Linked DNA regions of Podarcis muralis: region 2 is linked to region 1. Evidence: chromatin contacts called from public Hi-C data. All regions are on one chromosome and are shown on one strand. The core of a region is the stretch at or near the end of the contact, and the rest is flanking DNA. Distances in the headings are between cores, read along the strand shown. Region 1 holds the start of ZNF512 (zinc finger protein 512). Region 2 holds the start of ZNF513 (zinc finger protein 513).

Region 1 (7,677 bases), core at 1,676-4,175:
AAACTCATGACTGAAAGAGCAGGCAGTTTGTGTGCTTTCCTAGAGAAGGCCTGAGAGCAGCAGAGGCAGCTTCTTGCTCAAGGTTCAAGGAAGAAGCCAAGAAGCCACCAGAAGAGGGGCTATCAATTCCACCTCCCGGGAATGAGGGAGTCGTCTCTGAGCCTTCTCAGCAGCTACTGAGAGAACAACCCTGTTCCCAAACAAAGAACAATCAGAGAGATGCTCTCTGATAATGGGTAAGCCATTATTAATTGCATAACAGGTAAATAACACTATGGAGAGAATCCTCCTCTTACCTGCAGGCGTAAAGCATGTTAGACATGAACGTGACAGGGCTGGTGCTGCGTGACGTGTCCATCACATAAACCACCACGGATGGGAAGGAGGAAGCCTAAATGGGTACATCAAAGGGGGGAAGCATTAGCCCAACCGGGCAACCTGCCCCCAGGCACCTCCTGCAAAGGAGGCCAGCTGAGCAGCAGGTCCTCACCAGAGCTTCAGTGATGATGGTGCCGGAAGCAGACCAGGTGAAGACCTCAATCTGCCCAGGAGTGTCAATCAGGACGTACCTGCAAGGGGAAGAATTTGTTCTCTCTCACACACAGGCCACGTTCAAATCACTTTCTCCAAAACAAGCTCACCCACTAATCAGCTAACACCTGGAAGATGGGGTTTAATCATGCACGGGTTGCACAATCCTGTTCTCATCAGGGAACAGGATCCCACAGCCCAGGCAGCAAAATTTAATCTTCACTCATCAGCTCCTGAATGGAGATTAAAGATCAGAGTGAGGTCAGCACAAAATTGGGGTCTCTTTTAAACTCCCGATTTTTTTCTTTAATTGTTTTGGAATTATTTTCAATTCTAAGATTAATTATGGTTTGCCTTGAATGTCTCACACTAAGTTAGAAAAGTGGAATGATCATCGTGAATACATGCACAATAATGTGACACAGTTCACCCCTTTGTTCTACTGAAGGTGAGGCTACATACGCACCTCCCTTCAAGAGGAACTTCCATCACCCCCCTCCCCAGGTGACAGCAGGCTTCCCACTGACTCACTGAGATGCTGCCTGTCGTTTCTCAATGAACTTCATCACCTAGTCAGAAAGGGAAAGATGATTTATAGGTAGAAACAGAGAATTAGAGTTTGCAGTTAAGTTCATGATACACAAAAAACCATGATATCATCAGCATCAGAAGTACAGATTTACCATTATGTGATTAAATTGTTAACTGGGATATAAACAACAACAACAACAAATTTACTTGTACTCCGCCTTCCCCGGCTGGAGCCGAGCAGCTAACATCATAAAACTAAGACAGTATACAAAGAACATAAGAACAGGCAATCTATTAATTAAAATACACCTTAAAATTAGTTAAGATACAAATTTGCTCTGAGCCTTAGTATTGATAATAATATGTGGCCCTCTGATGTGGCCCAGAATGTCAAATGCTCATCATTGCTGGCAAATTCTCCAAGAGAGGATATTTGGCACCTACAAACTCAAGCTAAACGCAGTACCATTCAGTGAAATTCACCAGAAATTATGTACCTGGTCAAATCTTGTCGCAAAAAGGTTCAGAGAAGTCACAATACCGCCGTTGGGGCCCAGCCCATACCTGGTGCACATTCAGGAAAGGTTGGTAGAAATCTGAAAGTCACCTCTAACAGCGTATTCCCTTCCCCTTCCTCTACCCCAGATAGAGACTCAGGCCATTTAAAGCAAAGGTGTCACATAAAACCACATTTGTAGAGATCGCCAACGTCAGCAGCAACAGCTCAAGAGACACACTGGCAATTTCACCAGATGCACAAACACCATGCCCAGCCTTACTACATCCTTTCAACATTGGTTTTCTCCACCCATTGCAGTGTGCAAAGTCCAGCAATCACCCTCTAGCTCAGGGGTAGACAACCTAAGGCCCAGGGGCCAAATGTGGCCCAGTCGCCTTATCAATCTGGCCTACAGACGGTCCAGGAATCAGCGTGTTTTTACATGAGTAGAATGTGTCCTTTTATTTGAAATGTCTCTCTGGGTTATTTGTGGGGCATAGGAATTCATTCATTTCCCCCCTTCAAAATATAGTCCGCCCCCCCCCCCCCGAGGTCCCCCCTCCCCCGCTTGCCCCCTGCCCGGGTAAGGATACTGCTTCATGACCTCCTTGTACTTCACGGTGTCTCGTATGTCTTTGGGGAAAAGGAGAGGGAGAGAAATGAAGCCCCCCGACCAGGCAGAGGCCAGTCCCGCCGCCCCCCCCCCCGGCCCCGCCACTCACCGATGTTGGCCGGAAAGGGCAGCTCGTGCACGGCGGGGTCCAGGTTGATGACGTAGGGCGGGCAGCCCCGGCTGTGCAGGTGCGCCGTCAGCCGCTGCGGGAGGAGAGAAGCGCCGTCAAGCCCGAGGGGAGCCCCGCCCCCCGCCCCCCCCTCCCGGCGGGCTCGCTCCCCGCAGCGCCGCTCACCTGCACCAGCGCCGTCTTGCCCGAGCCGGCCATGCCCAGCACCAGCACGCAGACCGGCGGGGGTCCCTCGGCCGAGCTCGCCGCCGCCGCCGCCATGTCGCCTCGCGGTCGCCAGCCCGCTTCCGCTTCCGGCCAGGGGCGGAGCAAGAGGCCCCATAGGGCCGCTCTTGGCCACAGAGCTAGGAAAGGTGGAGCAGCCTTCAGGTCGGGACAGCGGGACCTCTCGTTCCAAGGGGGCTGCGTTTGCTCCCCTCTTCCCTTTTCGTCTCTCTGCGTTCTTTTCCTCTGCTGTTTTGACCATAGAGGTGCCATAGAGAGGCAGAGCGACCGCCCCGCTCCACGGTCATAGAGCGAGTCCTCCCGGGCAGCGGTCATGACGTCACGAGGGGACGGCGAGGAGGGGCCTGGTCCCCGCCTCCTCCGTAACCTTGGCAACGCGGGGCGGGAGCATCAGCTCCTCCCCCGCTGAACTCCCGGAGGGGAGGGGCGGAAGGACGGAGGCCGTCGGGTTGGGCGGGGCCCCGGGGTCGCGGAAGCCTCCTTAACCCTTCCCGTGCCGGCGCGGCCTCCTCCCTCCTCGGGGCGGCGCCAGGAGCCTCGCAAGGTCGGTCTCGGAGGGGGGGGGGAGGGGAGGCGCCGAGGCCTCGTCCCGGGGACCCCGCCGCCGCCGCCTGGGCGAAGAAGGAGCCCCGAGCCGAGATCGCCTTCCTTCTCCTCCCCGCCGGAGCTCGCCTAGGATGGATCCATTCCCAGCCCCGTTCCCTGGCTGGAGATGAAGGGGGCGAAGCCCGCCGCCGCCAAGACCCCTGCCCGGGAGGAGGAGGAGGAGGCGGCGAGGGAAGGTGAGGAGGGGGCGCCTGGGGATTGCCCCTCTCTCGCGGCCGCACTCTGGAGCCTGGCACCTTCCTCCTCCGGAGAAGCCCAGAGAGCCGGGGGGTCTGGGGCAGGCATAGTCTGGAAGAGGTGGAAGGGATGCCAAGGGTCATGCCATGCAGACATCAGCCTGCCATAAGCTCAGAGTGTACCAGGTGACGTTCAGGTCCAACCTCAGCCCCCTTACCTATAAGCCGGAAAGCGTCTTAAACCAGCACCCTTCCCTCTAACGGGGAGCTCATCTTGCTTTACTAGCCGAGGGAGCCAACGTTTGTCCGCAGACAGTTTTTCCAGGTTATGTGGCCAGCATGACTAAGCCGCTTCTGGCGAAACCAGAGCAGCGCACGGAAACGCTGTTTCCAATAGTGGTTGCTATTCATCTACTTGCACTTTGTCGTGCTTTTGAACTGCCAGGTTGGCAGGAGATGGGACAGAGCAACGGGAGCGCACCCCTTCACGGGGATTCGAACCAACGACCTCCTGATTGGCAAGCCCTAGGCTCAGTGGTTTAGATCACAGCGCCACTTGCGTCCCTTATTCTTTGATAGGAGCTATTAATTTGCATGTCACTCCAGGACACAAAGGCAGAGAGCATAAGGAATCACAGGATGCAGCTTCTCCCTGCCAATCCCAGGCCTGTCAGGTCCATTCAGAGGCTGCTCGTGGGAAATGCTGACTTCAAATGAATTGGGTCCCATCTAAAGATAGGAAGTTTGGTTAAAAAGGCTTCTGCTGGCTGAGTCTCTTAATGACCCTTTTCCGATAACCTTTCATGATAACCCTGAAATCCTCTTGGGAGCCTAGGAAGCTGCCTTTCACTGAGCCAAACCATCAGGTCCTTCTAGCAGCACTGCCTGCACTGCAGTGGCTTCTCCAGGGTTTGGGGCAGGGATCCTCTTCCTGGAGATCTCACTGGGGACTGAACCTGTGAACTCCTGCCCTCAACAGTGCTGGTCTCTCAAGAACTAGACTCTCCTGGCACTTTTTATGTGATTTGGCATTCCTTTATGAGATATACAGCAGAACTACTCCTACTACGTGCCTATTTTGTAGTTTTGTTTTCACCTTTTGATTTTCAACTGTTATAATTGTTCTCTCTCTTCTACAATAACAATAACTAAAGAAGTGTGCATGCACACAAAAGCTCATACCAATAACTAACTTAGTTGGTCTCTAAGGTGCTACTGGAAGGATATATTTTTATTTTGTTTCAATAACAATAACATTTATACCCCCCCATTTGGCTGGGTTTCCCCAGCCACTCTGGGTGGCTCCCAACAGAATATTAAAAACACGATAAAGCATCAAACATTAAAAACTTCCCTAAACAGGTCTGCCTTCAGATGTCTTCTAAAAGTCTATGCATTCTATACAACAGGGACGTCCAACTTCCAAGAGGCTGCGATCTGCTCACAGATCGACCAGTAGATCGCAATCGACTTGTTGTATGTGCTTGCTATACACTATAGAATGAAATAATAATACAGTCCCGTACAGTCCTATTATCGTACAGTCTACGAACAGTCCTGTTAATGAACTATTCGAGCAACGAACTCCACAAAACTGGAAGTAGGTGTTCCGGTTAGCAAACTTTGCCCCGGAAGCCGAACGGTGGAAGGGCACCGGTGGTGGGAGGCCTCAGTAGGGAAAGCACACCTCAGTTCAAGAGTGCTTTCGGCTTAAGAACGGACTTCCGGAATGAATTAAGTTCATAGACTGAGGTACCACTGTAATAAATCCCCCCCCCCAAAAAAAACCCCCACACTTGTCTCAGTCTTTCTTCTCCTCTTAGCTGGGGATTCCCTTTCCAAGGCAAAGCACAAGCAGGAAAACAAAGATGCAGGCGATGACAAGGAGCTCCCCAAAAAGAAGCAGAAGTCTGGTGAGTGGATTCTACTTTGGTTCCTTTCTCTGGGCCCCTGCACGCTCCTGGCTCTCCTGCAAGGAGGGGGGCTGGAGACCCCCTGCCCACCTACTCAGCTCAGTTCCTCCTGATGTGAGGGGGCTGCCCATCCCTGTCCCTTTGCACTCTACACTTTGAGCTTTGCTGCTCCCAAGTGATGGGAGCCCCTCATGAACTATTCATCTTCCTGTGTTGGAGCTTGAGCCCATGTTGGGGCGGTCACTTCCCTTGGCCTCCATCTCTCCCCAAGGTATTTGGTGGGGTGTTCTGGGTTGTGGTGGAGGGTAGATGGTCCTGGCTGCTGTTTTTCCTTGTCCCAGGGAAATGGCAGCAGATGGGGCGACAGCCTAATCTCAAGCCCAAAAGTGGCCATAGAAAAAGAGACACACCGGTATATGCAGCAGGTAAAACAGGACCCCGACATCGCAGCTCCTTGGTGAGGACAGAAGCCAAGAAACCAGGGCCATCGTCCTCTGGACCCCGGGACCTCTGGCAAAGGGGTGGGGCCTCTTGTCTGCCCTCCCTGTGTGCAGCCAGGAATGGCGCATAGCTGAAAAAGCAGGCAGAAGAGGTTGTTGGGGTGCATTACTGGGGGGGGGGTGCAGAAAGCTAGTAAGCGTGACTGTGTCCCTAAGCATAGAAAGAAGAGCCCTGCAGCAGGTGGGCCAGCCCAAGACGCCCCAGTGGGATGCCCACAGGCCAGGTGAGAGGGCTGCCCCACTCAGGACCAGCCAGGAACCTTAAGAGGCTGAGTCAGCACCTTCTTCTGCTCCGCCAGGCAGCCTGGAAGAGCACTGGCAGCTGGAGATCCTGAGCAGAGGCCGCGTCACTTGTCCCACCTGCAGGGCTGTTGTGAGGAAGACGGTGGAAGGGCTGAAGAAGCACATGAGCAACTGCCAGCATGTGAGCAGACGGGGGATGGGACCCTATCCTTTTCCTAGGCAATCCCTGGGGATCCAACCCTGCAACTCCCTCTCAAGTCATGGGGCGTAACAGTGTCAGGCCAAGGGAGGCCCGCTTCGTCCTGCTCCCTGTCTCCCACATCAGCCAGCCAGTCACTCCTGGAAAACCCCCAGCAGCAGCTCCCCCCACACTAGCCCCCAGCCTGCCAGCAGCTCTGGCTCAGAGGTGAACCATTTCACCCTGGAGTTCAAGGGGACCCTGCCAGCCCCTCTTCTCCCCGCAGCCCTTTGGGGTCTCTCATGGCATTGCTTGCATGGTGCTGCCCAAACAAGAGTCGTTGTTCTTGGCCATTGAGACTGAGGGTTCAGTGAGGCAGCTTCTGCTCTGCATGTCTGCATGAGGGGGGAGCCCCCAAATTACTTATTTATTTTGTAAAATTTATATACGGCTTGCTTGTAAGACAAATCTCAAAGCAGTTTACAAAAAAAGGAACAGTAAAATTATCGCTAAAAATTTAGAACCACAATTTTTAAAATGCAGACATTAAACTCACTGTAGAATAGAGCAGAGCAAGCCAGTTTCCGGGATGGGGGGGGGGAACGGACGGACGGACGGACACTTCAGGCCCCAAACTCCAGGAGCAAGGACTAATGGGAGATGTTCCCACAGCCCGTGCTGCCCAGATGCTGGTGGCTACTGCTGACATGTGCAATGCCTCGTGGTCTTCCTAGGAGATGCTCACATGCCACCACTGTGGGAAGCAGCTGCGGTCTCTGGCAGGAATGAAGTACCACATCATGGCAGACCACAACAGCCTGGTAAGTAGATGCTGCGCGCCCACAAGAACGTGTCTGGCTCCCCAGATGCCTCAGGCAGATGCTTCAGTCCCTGGAAGCCCAGCCTGCTGCCTGCCTGTACATCCTTGTTCAGGGCCCTCTGGGGAGCCTCTGGCCGGACCCAGCCTGCCTTGACTCCTGACACGGCGACAGTTCAGCCCCAGCAGGTCTTCCTGGGCCTTTGGCCTTGGGTCACCTGCAAGCACAGAATCATAGAGTTGGAAGAGATACCCAAGGGCCATCTAGTCCAACCCCTGCAACACAGGAATCACAACTGCATCATTCCGGACAGGGGGCCACCTCTGATGGAAAATCTCCAAGGAAGGAGAGTCCACCACCTTCCCAGGGAGCCCGTTTCACTCTCAAACGGCTCTTGCCTCCAGAAAGTTCTTCCTGGGCTTTAGTGGGAATCTGAATGGCTCGGTTTGGAGCGTCCCTGGCCAGCCTTTCCCTTCCCGTTTACGCAGCCGGTGGGGACAGAGGAGGCGGCCTGCGATCTGGGCGAGAGAGAGCGCTTGCGGAGGGTGCTGAAGCGGATGGGGAAGCTCAAGTGCCCAAGGCAGGTGAGATGGAGCAGCCTCTGGCCTTCCGGGGAACCAGAGCGGCCTGGGCCAGGCTGGGGCAGGGGCCTCGGACCGCCTCAGGCTCCTCTCGGTGAATGCAGGGCTGACTCGCCACCTTCCAGCTGGTGGT
Region 2 (7,677 bases), core at 2,941-5,440, 140 kb before region 1:
GCGGGCACTTGTAGGGCTTCTCTCCCGTGTGCACCCGCTGGTGGCGCTTGAGGTTGTCGAGGTGTGCCGAGGCGTAGGGACACAGGGCGCAGGCAAAGGGCTTCTCCCCGCTGTGCGTCTTCATGTGCCGCGCCAGGTGGTTGGGGTAGGTGGTGACAAAGGGGCACAGCTGGCACGAGAAGCCCTTGGGCGACGACTGCTCCGCCCCCAGCACCGCCAGGCTGCAGCGCCCGCACACCGGCTCGCCCAGGCCCTCGTCCGCCTCCAGGACCAGTCCGCACGCCCGGCACGTGAAGGGGAAGAGCAGCTCCGGGAGGACTGCCGCAGAGTCCTCGGGCCTCAGGAACGGGGAGCCCGGGGCCAAGAGCGGAGGCTCTGCGGAGGAGAAAGAGCAGTGAGGGGGGCAAAAGGGGCTGGGGGAGGGACCCACGTTCTGCGCTCCTGCACGCAGTGTCCACCTAAGAGCCCCCCAATCCTCTTATCTGCTCCAAAGCTGGTTCCCACACTGCTGGACTCTGCCGACCCCGTAGAGGTTAGGCTGGAGATCCCTTCCAGTGAGGAGGCCACCATCTTGGGAAGCAGAAAAGGGGATTTGCTGGTTCATTTATTTAGCTAAGGAGGGGTCTGAGGAGAGTGTTCCCCACTACCTTGCTGGGAATGGCTTAAAATCAGTCGCAAGGGACTTCCAGGGTCCCTTGGTCCAATCCCTTACGTAGGAATTGCTGCTGCTCAGGAATCGCTGATCGATGGCCAAGCAATCTCTGGTGAAAGACCTGCAAGCTCTGAAGAAGAGTCCTGCACCGTATGAGGGAGCCCATTCCCCTCTCAAACAGTTCTCACCTCCAGAAAGTTCTTCCTAATGTTAAGTCGGAATCTCCTCCCTTGTCATCTGAAGCCAAGGCTTCAGATCCTGTCCCCTGGAGCAGCAGAAAATAACCTGGCTCCACCTTGCAGGGGACAGCATTTCCAGGATTCTCACGGTCATCTGTCAGGAAGGCTTTAGTTGAGATTCCTGCACTAGATGACCCTCAGCCCCCCCCCCTTACAACTCTACATTGCTAGGGTTGATAAAAACATACGAAAAGCCTGCTGGATCAGGCCAGGGGCCCCTCTAGTCAAGCCTCCTGTACTCGCAGTGGCCAAGAGCCTTCTCCCCTCCTGGGGTCAAACTCTGGCTCTCTTCTCCAGGCTACACAGACCCAACTCCCACAACCATTCCTTGTAAGGATGGATTTCCAGACTCCTTGCTCATCCTGGTCTCCCTTCCAGCTTGTCAATATCCTTTTGTTCCAAAGCTAAACAGCTCTTACTGTCTGAAAGTTACTCCCAACATTCAGTCACATTCTCCTTTCTTTGATTCAAAGAACTAGGAAGGAGATACCCATTAAACATTAGGAAGAGATTCCTGACAGCTGTCTACCAGCTCCACCTGGTACATAAACTGAGACCCTCCCTGCCCGCAGACTGTCTCGCCAGAGTGGTGCATGCTCTAGTTATCTCCTGCTTGGACTACTGCAATGCACTCTAGGTGGGACTCGGAAGCTAAAACTAATCCAGAACGCGGCAGCAAGACTGGTGACTGGGAGCAGCCGCCAGGACCATGTAACACCAGTGCTAAAGTATCTACATTGGCTCCTGGTACAAGCACAATTCAAAGTGTTGGTGCTGACCTTTGAAGCCCTAAACGGCCTCAGCCCAGTATACCTGAAGGAGCGTCTCCACCCCATCATTCTGCCCGGATACTGAGGTCCAGTGCCGAGGGCCTTCTGGTGGTTCCCTCATTGTGGAAGCCAAGTTACAGGGAACCAGGCAGAGTGCCATCTCGGTGGTGGCGCCCGCCCTGTGGAACGCCCTTCCATCAGATGTCAAGGAAATAAACAACTATCTCACTTTTAGAAGGCATCTAAAGGCAGCCCTCTTTAGGGAAGCTTTTCATGTTTGATGTCTTATCGTGTTTTTAATATTCTGTTGGGAGCAGCCCAGAGTGGCAGGGGAAACCCAGCCAAACGGGCGGGGTAAAAACAATAACATGATTTACTATTACTATTGACAGTAAGAGCTGTTCAGGAATGGAACCGGCTCATTAATAAGGGTGTGGACTCTCCTTCACTAGAGATTGCTAAGCAGCTGTTGAGCGGCTATCTGTCAGGAAATCTTTCTGCTTTGCAAGGGGTTGGACCCCCACCCCCGGCCTGCCCCACATACCTGTCTCCTGCTCCGCAGCCGCTGGCCCCTCCATCTCCGCCTCCGACTCCCCCTGCGCCCCGGGGCTGTGGCGCCGCAGGGGGTTGCCCCGGGCGCATCGGCAGGTGCAGGAGCCGCAGCGCAGCGGGCGCTCCTGGCCGTGGACCCGCTGGTGCCTCTTGAGGTTGCCAAGGCTGCTGCAGGCGAAGGGGCAGGTGGGGCAGCGGTAGGGCTTCTCTCCCGTGTGGGTGCGCAGGTGGCGCGTCAGGTTGACCAGCTGGGCCGAGGCGTAGGGGCAGTGCGGGCAGCGGTAGGGCTTCTCCCCGTTGTGGGTCTTCATGTGGCGCTTGAGGTGGCTGGAGTAGTGCGAGGCAAAGGGGCACAGCTGGCAGGAGAAGACCACCCGCCCCTTGGCGGAACCTTCCTCCTCCTCCTCCTCCTCCTCCTCCTCCAGCTCTTCCTCCTCTGGCGGGCAGCAGGCGGCAGAGGCGGGGGCAGGCAGGCCGCAGTGCTGGCAAGCCTGGCCGGGCCCCTCGCCATTGTCCTGGGCCTGGCACAGGGGCGGGAACTCCTCATCGCTCAGCACGTAGGAGGAGAGTCCGGGCGTCCCCCCGAGGGAGTCTGCGGCACACAAGGAGGGGGCATCAGGGGGGCAGCAGGGGGCATCCTCACCTCGGCCCGTCCCTTTCCTGCTGGCACAACAGGGGGTTACCACGGTGGCGGGAGGGGGGAGCGACCCCTGGCAGCCCTGGGGAAGCCCTTCCTCGGCCCGCAGCCCCCCTGCGCCCCCCAGATTCCGCGCTGTGCTCCCGCCCCTCCCGGCCCGCCGCCCGCTTCCCCCGCACCTTCCGAGTCCTTCTCGAAGGCGAGGCCGGCGGCGCCGCTCTCCTCCTCCTCGTCCTCGTCCTCCAGCTCCAGCTCGTGCTCCGACAGGAAGGCGCCCGGCGGAGCCAGGCCCTCCTCGCCCGGAGGATCGACCGCCGCGCCCGCCGCGTCCACTGCAAGAGAGCGAGACGGGGAGGAGGGCGGGACGGGGCGCCCCGGTCAGACACGGGCGCGGGGTCCCGGGAGCCCCGCCCCAACCCGGAAAAGGACCGACCCCCCCCAACCCGGTCCGAGCGGAGGAGGAAGAGGCTCCCTTGACCCGCCCCCCCCCCGCCCCGATCCCGGCTGACCTTTGACGGGCTGCGGGTGGCGCTGCTTCCGGCGGGGCATCTTGGCCGGCCCAGGCGGGGGCGGCGGCGGGGCTGGCGGGGCGGCGTCGGGCGGCTCCAGCCCTGGGCGCCTCCCGCTCGCCGGGCCGCTGGGCGCCGCTGCTCCGGGGCCGCCCCGCCTCTTCCTCCGCGACGCCCCGCCTCTCGCCGCCGCCGCCGCTCCCGCTCCGCCTCCTCCCGCCCATCCGCGGGGCGGGCGGCCAGAGAAGCGCGCGCTTCCGGTTCCGCTCCCGGCCGCGCGGCATGACGGGAGGCGGAGTCGCTGCCCTCGCGAGAGCGGCGAGAGCGCAGACTCAGCGCGGAGGGCAGAGGCGTCCTGGGGCGGCGGCTTCCGGGCCCGCTTCTGGCCGAGGCCCGGGCCGGAGCGGGAGGGGGCGCCGGGCTCCGCCTTGACAGCCGCTCCCGCTGCTCGTCCTCCCCGCCCGCCTCTGCGCTCCGCCATGAAGCTCCAGAGTCCAGCCTGGTCGGCCTCGGAGAGAGAGAGAGAACCACGTGGCGGAAGAGGAAGGGAGGAATGTGGGACCAGCCGGGTGTCCGCTTCCATGGGCCCGAGGGGATCGGCTGCCTGGCGCCTGGTCCGCCCCAAGAGGGGGAAGCAGCCACGGAAAGGCCCCTCCTGCCCCGTTTGGGCATCCTCCCATTTAAGAACTCCTCCCTCCTTGTAACTCTGCGCGCAAGGCCCGCCTGGGGTTACATTCCTATCGGTCAGCCTGGTCTTTTGGGCTCCAAGTGGTGTCAGGGCATTTAAAGTTCAAAACCACGCGGAGCAGCCGCCGCTTCCCCGAAGAACAAGCCCCAGTTGGACGGCAGCTCCACGAGACGGCCAAGGAGAAAGCGAAGGGGAGGAGCCGCGCTCCGAGTCGGGGAGCCCCGTCTATGCTCTTATCACTCTACCCTCTTCTATCTCTAGGGATGCTCCTCCATCCGCGCACGCGCAGGAATCCCGAAGCGAGGGAGGCGGGGCTGAAGCCACCATGGATCCGCCCATCGGTGGCGTCATCTCGTGGGTTTGGGAGTCCTGGGGGTCCCGCGTTGAGGGTGGGGGGCCCCAAAGAAGGCGGGGCTCCTGCTGTCCCATTGATGGGGTGGGGAAAAGGGTCTGCAGGGCGGGGGGGGGCTTTGCATCCCCTCCCTCGGCAACCCGCCTCCTCCTGCAAAGCCCCTTTGATGCTGAGAGCACAGAGGGAGAATTCCCCAGAGCTAGAAATGGAGACACCTGCGGTTTCAGCGGAGCTGCGAGGGTCTCCATCCTGAAACAATGAGAGCTGTGAAGACCTGGCTCTCTGCTCTTTCTAACCCAGGTCACGCGCAATGCTCTGGCCCCGCAGAACTGGCCATCTTACGCTGGTGTAAGATCAGCAGAGAAAACACATACAATTTGCATTTCTAGCCAAAATATATTTATTCATAAGCCCATTCAGATCAGTGGGACTTGCTCCCTAGTAAGTGTGCATAAGATTGCAGTCTTTAGGTGGGATCCTGCACGCTCCCAGCACAGCGGTGGAATGGAAGCCAAAAGTAACCCCGGGAACTCAGCACCTGCAAGCCACCCGCAGTTTGAAACCCCTTTGGAGCCCCCTCCCACCTGCCAGTGAGGAAGCATCGCCCCTTAGACTGGGGGACACAAAGGGAAGGAGCGACAGAAGGTGGAGCTGAGTCCGCAGAGAAGCTGCCGACAGAGGGACCCCGCGAGCATCCCTGGACCAGGACCCAGCGAGGGATGGAGAGGAAGAGCGGCGAGCCAAAAAGGAAAGTGCACACCAGTTGGGCACCCGATAGTTTTGAGAAGCAGTGTCATAACAATTGCGGGCTCCCTTCCTCAAGCTTCCGGGGTACCTATGGGACTCCCTGAATTTCCTTGAAGGCGCTACATTTAGCCCCCAAACTCTTCTGCTTTATATCAAGTAGCCCACCATTAGAAACAAGCATTGTCAGGTATGTCGGAGGATCTGCATGACGGCTAGATAGTCACATATCCTCTAAACTTTTGTGGCGGTAAGGAAACAATATAAAAATAATCTCTCCTTCTTCCTGTCACTACACGCCCTTTTTCCTCTCTGTGATGGGGAAAGATGTCTTTGCTCTTCTTCAGAAAGCAATCTCCAGTTTCAACTGGACAATGGGAAAGGAGTACGACAAGGCTGTATTTTGTCTCCCTGCTTATTTAATTTATATGCAGAACACATCATGCGAAAGGCTGGGCTGGATGAATCCCAAGCTGGAATTAAGATTGCCGGAAGAAATATCAACAACCTCAGATATGCAGATGACACAACCTTGATGGCAGAAAGTGAGGAGGAATTAAAGAACCTTTTAATGAGGGTGAAAGAGGAGAGCGCAAAATATGGTCTGAAGCTCAACATCAAAAAAACGAAGATCATGGCCACTGGTCCCATCACCTCCTGGCAAATAGAAGGGGAAGAAATGGAGGCAGTGAGAGATTTTACTTTCTTAGGCTCCATGATCACTGCAGATGGTGACAGCAGCCACGAAATTAAAAGACGCCTGCTTCTTGGGAGAAGGGCAATGACAGGCCTAGACAGCATCTTGAGAAGTAGAGATGTCACTTTGCCAACAAAGGTCCGTATAGTTAAAGCCATGGTCTTCCCAGTAGTGATGTATGGAAGTGAGAGCTGGACCATCAAGAAGGCTGATCGCCGAAGAATTGATGCTTTTGAATTATGGTGCTGGAGAAGACTCTTGAGAGTCCCATGGACGGCAAGAAGATCAAATGCATCCATTCTTAAGGAAATCAGACCTGAGTGCTCACTGGAAGGACAGATCGTGAAGCTGAGGCTCCAGTACTTTGGCCACCTCATGAGAAGAGAAGACTCCCTGGAGAAGACACTGATGCTGGGAAAGATGGAGGGCACAAGGAGAAGGGGGCGACAGAGGACGAGATGGTTGGATAGTGTTTTCGAGGTTACCAGCATGAGTTTGACCAAACTGCGGGAGGTAGTGGAGGACAGAGGTGCCTGGCGTGCTCTGGTCCATGGGGTCACGAAGAGTTGGACACGACTAAACGACTAAACAACAAGGATTCCTGCCTGCCTGATTCTCATCACTTCATATGTTGAATACTGGCAAGACTTTGATGTGAGTAAGACAATGATCCCTCACTGCTGCCCAAGGGTGAAGGCAGGGCTGTTTGCCCTGTCCGCTACTGAAGTCAAGTGGCTGCCGGTGGAGCCTGGTCGGCCGGGAGAAGCAGCCGAGGAACAGCAGCAGCGGCACCCAAGGGAACCTTTGGGGATGAAAGGGGCCCCCAGAAGAATGGGGTCTCCACACACTCCCCTCTTGGAGGCGGCTTCGCTTCAGAGGTGATGCCCCATCACACACTGATTCCTGCATCCCGGGTCTCGCCACTGGTTCTTAAGGGAATTTCTTACATCACCCTTGGTGGAGAGAGAGGAACTGCAGAGCGCCCTGCTCTTGTAGCATAGAATAGATCTCCCTTTGCATGAGCAAAAGTTAAAAACAAAACATGTGATCCCTTGAGAAGCCCCCTTGTGTGGGGTGGCAATAGCGCCCCCTCGCTCCATTTCCCATTGTGGGGGGGGCAGGGGGTCCTAGGTACCCCCTTGCCTTTCATTATATACAGAAGCACAAAGGTTCCATGTCCAGTTTGGGTCCTCCTGCGGCCAGTGCTGGAGCCACAGTGGAAGACGAACTGGGCGAGGGGGGGGGGGGGCTGGCAAAGCAAGTCTTTCAGGGTGGAGGAAGAGGCAACTCGGTTGTCCATCCGGATGGGACTCAAAGGCTTGAAAATAGACCAGTATTCTGCTGCCACACATGCCCAGCTCCGACTCCAGCTGAATCCATAAAAGAGCTAGAGGCAGGCGGGGGTGGGCGGGCAGGGAAGCCGGCTTTGGCTGACCGTGAGGGGGAACTGCCCAGTGGTCAGAGCTGTAGGACAGAGCTTGCCTCGGGGGCTCTCCTTGGTTGCTGCCGCTTCAGGAGGCAATCCCTGCCACCCCCAGTGCTCTGCCGCTCCAGGGCTGCTGGCGATGCCTCTTGCACGGAGAATGGTGCTCCCCTAAAAGGACCCCAAGCCCTGGGTGTGGGCCCTGAGGCCTCTCCCCGCCTTTGGAAGAGCCCGAGGAGGCCTGCAGGTGGATGCGGCAATCCCCGCCACCCCCAGTGCTCTGTTTCCAGCAGGGGACAGACAAGCAGCTCAGAAGCAGGCCGGGGAAACCCCCGCGCTGCCATCCTCCCAGCTGCTCCTCGGGGCTGCACTGCTCCTTTCCCTGGGGGCTCCATCCGGCTCCCTCGCGAGGGT

The links. A called contact is a pair of places that touch in the nucleus more often than the background predicts.
Region 2: a contact with region 1 is called in a Hi-C map of tail, with 1.8 times the contacts expected there. The contact joins the promoter of ZNF513 here to the promoter of ZNF512 in region 1. A contact is called at or near these places in 2 of 3 Hi-C or Micro-C datasets (blood and tail).

Annotation. Positions count from the first base shown.
Region 1 is chr3:324,552-332,228 of rPodMur119.hap1.1, reverse strand. ZNF512 (zinc finger protein 512) reads left to right here and starts at 2,925. Exons shown (of 11, transcript XM_077926662.1): 1 at 2,925-3,311; 2 at 5,135-5,224; 3 at 6,024-6,148; 4 at 6,880-6,966; 5 at 7,452-7,547. The coding sequence starts at 3,242. GPN1 (GPN-loop GTPase 1) reads right to left here and starts at 2,630. Exons shown (of 14, transcript XM_028725421.2): 1 at 2,470-2,630; 2 at 2,284-2,377; 3 at 2,155-2,194; 4 at 1,560-1,626; 5 at 1,063-1,100; 6 at 491-569; 7 at 297-391. The coding sequence starts at 2,565.
Region 2 is chr3:463,164-470,840 of rPodMur119.hap1.1, reverse strand. It overlaps ZNF513 (zinc finger protein 513), which reads right to left and starts at 4,190. Exons shown (of 4, transcript XM_028725382.2): 1 at 3,360-4,190; 2 at 3,030-3,182; 3 at 2,206-2,805; 4 at 1-375. The coding sequence starts at 3,942. LOC114595042 (E3 ubiquitin-protein ligase RNF19B-like) reads left to right here and starts at 7,420. Exons shown (of 8, transcript XM_028725389.2): 1 at 7,420-7,677.